2 separate regions of the Canis lupus genome follow, and region 1 is linked to region 2. A link is a contact called in public Hi-C data. All regions are on one chromosome and are shown on one strand. The core of a region is the stretch at or near the end of the contact, and the rest is flanking DNA. Distances in the headings are between cores, read along the strand shown. Region 1 holds the start of SEPTIN7 (septin-7). Region 2 has its middle 35 kb from the start of HERPUD2.

The links. Hi-C and Micro-C count contacts between places; a contact is called where the count stands out from the background.
Region 1: a Hi-C map of blood shows a contact between it and region 2, with 2.4 times the contacts expected there. The contact joins the promoter of SEPTIN7 here to the enhancer-like site in region 2. A contact is called at or near these places in 2 of 9 Hi-C or Micro-C datasets (amygdala and blood).

Annotation. Positions count from the first base shown.
Region 1 is chr14:47,474,606-47,477,305 of UU_Cfam_GSD_1.0, reverse strand. SEPTIN7 (septin-7) reads right to left here and starts at 1,348. Exons shown (of 14, transcript XM_038557328.1): 1 at 1,160-1,348; 2 at 176-291. The coding sequence starts at 1,220.
Region 2 is chr14:47,415,115-47,417,814 of UU_Cfam_GSD_1.0, reverse strand. No RefSeq gene overlaps it. Among named protein-coding and RNA genes, the nearest start is that of HERPUD2, 35 kb to the right of the region's middle. Within about 2 kb of position 1,429, at least 4 of the 20 cell types and tissues checked have an H3K27ac peak or open chromatin away from gene starts, as enhancers often do. A contact at or near this core is called in blood, where this site is marked.

The DNA.
Region 1 (2,700 bases), core at 99-2,598, 60 kb before region 2:
CTTTCCCTACGCTCTAATTAAAAAAAAAGAAAGAAAGAAAGAAAAAGAAAAAAAGAAAAAGAAAAAACCAACACACACACACCAACCAGACTTGAAACCGTGCACTCCCAAAACCTAACTTGGCAAATGGAAACGTGTCCGAAACCTCTCGGTTGCTTTATTTCCTACTATACGCACCGTAGGCAATGGAACTCAGGAGTGGAAAATGTGAATGAAACGGCCTTGTTCTTTTTCCAATACGTGGGGGAGGAGAGGAAATGAAAGGGCTTCTGGAGAGAAGAACTGAGAACACTGAAATACGTTCAAGAATCAACGTCCTTAAACATCACCGGTATTTCCAACTCCCTCCCTTTTCCAGCGACCCTCCCCACCCTTTCCAGGCCTGGGGGCGCGGGGCCCGGGGTCCGGGGGTCCGGGGGAAGCCCTCCCCAGGCGTTCTCTCGCCCCTTTTTCCTAAAAATCAAGCCCAAAGCAGCGCCTTGGGTCTCCGCGCTCCAGCCTCGCCCGCCATCCACCGGCCTGCGGGGCCGCGCCTGGGGAAAGGGAACCCCGAGAGGCGAGGAGGAGCAGGAGCAGCAGCAGCAGCAGCAGCAGCAGCGAGGAGGCGACGCGGCTGCTGGAGCCTCTGCAGCCGCCGCCGCCGCCGCTCCAGCCTGGTGCATCCTCCTTCCTCCCTCCCCGCCGCCGCCCGGGCGCGCACACACGTCCCCACCCTCCTCGCCAGGCCCGCTCCCCACGAGCCCAGCCGCGCCGCGCCGCGGGGGCAGCCGCCGGCCGGAGGAGACAGGGCCGCGGGCGGCGGCGGGCCGGGCGGGGGCGGGGGCGGCAGGGGGCGGCAGGGGGCGCCCCGGGGGGCGGGCGGGCGAGGCCGCGGCTCACGGCCCCCCGCTCCCGCGCAGGAAACGCCGCCGCCTCGGCTCTCCCCGCATTCAGTTCAAACTGTCACCGCCGCCCCGTCCCCTCCCCTCCCCTCCCCTCCCCCCGGGCCCGCCGCCGCCGCCGCCGCGCCCCGGGCCCGCCGGGGCCCACCCGCCTCCGCCAGCTCCCCGCGTCGCCGCAGGGCGTTCCCCCAGCCGGGCCCGGCGGCGCGACCCCCCCGCCCGGCCCCGAGCCCGGCGCCGCCGACCCGGAGCCGCGGCGGCCCAAAGCTGAGACTCACCCATGGTGCCGCTGTTGACGCTCCTCTCCTCAGCAGCAGCGGACCTCGCACTGACCGACATCCCCTCCCCCCGCCGCGACCAGCCCGGGCGCAGCGCAGCCCGCCGATTCTCCAAAGCCGCCTACGCCGGTTCCGCGGCGCAGCCGCCCCGCGTCGCGGCCCCGCTTACGCAGGCGACAGCGGGCGGACTCCGCCACTGGCTCGCGCCCGACTCCCGCTCCCTCCTCCGCCCCCGCCCCCGCCCCGCCCCTCCCCCTCCCCCTCCGACGAGGCTTCCGGGCCCAGCCGACGCCAGCGCCGCTCTCGCGAGATTACTCCCGCCCGGCCCCGCCGACTCTCTCCATTTCGAACATGACTTCACTGGCATCGGCGCTCTTTCGCTGCCCAGGTTTAGCCGCCATGTTTAAACCGGCGGGGTTCGGCCCCCTCCGCGGGAGGGAGGGGCGGGGGGGCGTGGGTAGTCAGGCCTTTACGCGTGTTTCTTCGACACTGCTTCTGAGGTTAAAGCGCGTTCGGTGTGTGGGCGAAAAGCCCGGGGACGAGGAGAGGGAGTGGCCGGTGGGCGACGAGGGTGGGGTTTTGCCCGAATTAAAGATGGCCCCCGCGAGTGCCGCCCCGCGCGACTGCGCGCCGGCTCGGGAGCTGCGGAAGCGGCGGGGTCGGCCTGAGCGCGCGCTTACGGAGTTGGCGTAAAGCGAGGAGGCGCCGCGGGAAGAGGCCGGGCTGTGAAGCCGCTGCTCTGGGCGCGGGGTGGGGGGGCGAGTCCGAGCCTCGCGTTGCAGCTGCCGACCTGGCGGCAGGGTGGGTGCGGGTGCAGAGACACCTGGAGGCAGGTGTCTGAGCCCTCCGTGCATCCCCGTCTGCTCAGCTTTCCGGGACTCCCGGGGGCGCTTGCCCCGGCGTCCGCCCGGAGCTGTCACTGCGGTGCCCTGGCGCTGCCCCGAGGTCTCCGGCTGCAGCTGTTGCTGCGGACTCTGCACGGCCACCCTCGTGCTAGCTCACCCCGTCCGTCCCGGGTTCCCTCCCGGTGGAGCTGCATGCGCTCTGGTTGCAAAAAAAAAAATGAACGGGCACGTGTGGAACCCTCGGACGAGAGAAAGCAATCAAGGACTGAAACTGGGTGGTGTCCTACTGTAGCCCTAAATGTCGCTCGCTTTGCTGGAGTGTGGCCTCATCCTGCTCGGGACAGCCCACGGTCTTTTGTACCTTTCTGGAAACCTAATGCCTGTCTTTGCATGTATCGCTCATGGCTCATGCACGTTAGTGTCTCTCCTGCTAAACCGCATGTTAAGGAATTAAATGTATCTAATATATTGTTACATAATGGATCACATGTATATGATATATAAATAATCATCACGAGCCCGTGCAAGACTGTTCATAGCGAAACAATGTAAATGTCCACTTACAGGAGAAGGGACGAGTAAGTCACGCTCTTGGTTGGACAAATCGACATACACGGGATACTAAACAATGGAAATTCATGAACCAAAGCTGTTCGTATTGATTTAGAGAAAGTTCATTAACGTGATGTTGAGCAA
Region 2 (2,700 bases), core at 180-2,679:
ATATGTTAACTAAATTGAATTTAGTTTTAAAAATTTTAAAAAAGAAAAATGTATCTAAAAAAAAAATGTAGAGTGACATGTCAATGCCAAGACAGTCCTCCATCCATCTTCCATCCACATTTCCACTCCAAGGGTCTTCTTAAAAAGAAATGCTAGAAAAAAAAAAAAAGAAAAAAGAAATGCTAGAACTCGTGGTAATAAGCTATCCATGAAGCAAGTCTCATTCTTTCCAAGCTCTGTATTTTTCTCTTTTTGCAGAACTTAATTCACATTTTTTTGCTTGTGTATTAATCTTTCCAATCCATAGACATTTTTGGCAATGGCTATAACCTCCTTATTTTATTGTAAGTCACCAATCTCATTTTATTGTAAGCCACCAATTATTCTGTGAAATTAGGTTACTTATAAAGTAGCCCATTAACTACAATTATAGTTTAGTTACAGCACGTCCAGTTCTCCCAGACGATGTAAAATCAGGCCGTGTTTCCTTTTGATGTCCAAATTACAAAAGTAACAACAGGATCTTAGCTTGACCTCCGTGTCCTCCAGCTATTTCAGGGCGTCCCCAACAGGATGTGTCATTCGTGCTTACACACCAGCCGCCACAACCACGCAGACCCACCTGGTCCTTTCCCTCCTGCTCTGGCTCCTCCTGGTCTGCTTCCCGCAGGGTCACTTGGAAAGAGCCAGTGCTGTAACCGCCCATCATGAGAGCGATGCTGGTGAGAGCTGGTGCCAAGTCCATAGTCTTTCCCGGTGCTGCCAAGGCCATCAGCCCTTGGGTTGTCTGAGCAGAGCGACATTCCACAAACAAGCAGAGAATAAGGCTTCTTGCCTCTCAGGTCTGTGCTATACACCTTAACACCTGGGATCTGATGCAATAATCTTTGAGAATGAGAAAAGTAAAGGTTTCTTCTGAATATTTTCCCCACTTCCTGGCCCTCACTTCCAACCACTGATGCTTAAAACCAAGTCCAAAACGCCAGGTGGAAAGCGAATCCATATCATCCCTCATAGATTTTTGGGTTCTGGTTATCCAAGCAGCTACACTTGAATCTACTCTCCAAGTCACAAAAGTTGCCAATCACATCAGTAGAGGCAGGCAGATGCTGCAGTGCTGTGAGGGCAGTGGTTGTGCTGATGAGTGTCTATGGTCATGGTCTAAAATTAGGCTCAGCTGACCAAAATATATTTTATGTAGTACTTAATAATTTTAATTCACTCCAACAGCTGAAATACCTAGTTTTAAATAGATTCTGAAGAGAGAGATACTCATATCATAATGCCATCGCTAAGAAAGACTGAACACATGTGCATATTTATGTAAAAAGGCTCATAAGAACTGCAAAGGTGAGAACCTGTTTATTACAGGAATGAAGCAAGAGCTCCGCCCCAATCTCATGTGTGGCTGGGGTGTGGAGTTGTGGTTTAAGAGCAAGACCTGTGGTCTAGCAATGCTCTTGCCTATGTGGGGCCCTGTTTCACTTCAAGCCAGAGCTTCCCCTGTTTCCTGGTGAAACAAATACTCCTGAGAATGGGTCAGGGTGGGACATTGACCTCTCAAGACATTTATCGTTCTCACCTTTTAACACTCACTATGTCTCTTCCTGTTGGGGATTTTTTTGTTGTTGTTGTTAAGATTTATTTATTCATGAGAGACACAGAGAGAGGCAGAGACGTAGGCAGAAGGAGAAGCAGGTTCCCTGCGGGGAGCCCGATGTGGGACTCGATTCCAGGACCCAGGGAGCACGACCCAAGCTGAAGGCAGACGCTCAACCACTGAGCCACCCAGGTGCCCCTGTTGGGGATTTTTTGGAAACATTTTTTAAGGTATAAAATATACTCTACAGAAACTTACAATTTTAAAAGACTTAGTGTTTGAGGGCATTATACTAAGTGAAATAAGTCAGCTAGAGAAAGATTCTGTACAAGCTCACTTACATGTGGGGTCTAGAAAAACTCTTAGAACAGATTGGTGGTTGCCAGGGATGGGACATGAGAGGGGTGGGGGGGAAAAATGGAGCAAAGTGTCATAATTGACATATAGCATTGTGTAAGTTTAAAGTATACTTTTTCAAGGCCCTTTCCAGTTCATTATCTTTCCTTTTTTTTTCTTTTTAAAGATTTTATTTATTTATTCATGATATACATAGAGAGAAAGAGAGGTGAAGACACAGGCAGAGGGAGAAGCAGGCTCCATACTGGGAGCCCGACATGGGACTCGATCCTGGGACTCCAGAATCACGCCCTGGGCCAAAGGCAGGCGCTTAACTGCTGAGCTACCCAGGGATCCCCTCATTATCTTTCTTAAGTTTTAAAACAGCTCTGATTAAGTGACTAAACCAAAGTATCACCTTTCCTGGGGAAGAGGAAGAAGAGTTGGGGAAACAGGAGAGAAGGAGGGAATGACAAGAATAAATACAGGAAGCAAAAGGGAGAAAAGACATGAAGAAGGAAGAAAAAGGAGGAAAAAGAAAGAAAACAAAAGGAGAAATAAAGAGGGTTGTGAAAAATTTGGTTCTGTAGGTTTTGAGGGGCTGTCAAGGTCATTTGTAAAGTTCCCTCAGAGGGGGAGGAACAAGACTTCCCCATCCTTTCAACGTTTAGATGAGCTTACCATTCAGCTCACACAGTTTCCATTGCCCAGAACTTGGGCAGAACAGCCTTTGATAGGCCCCCCAGGTCTGCAGACATAGCAGG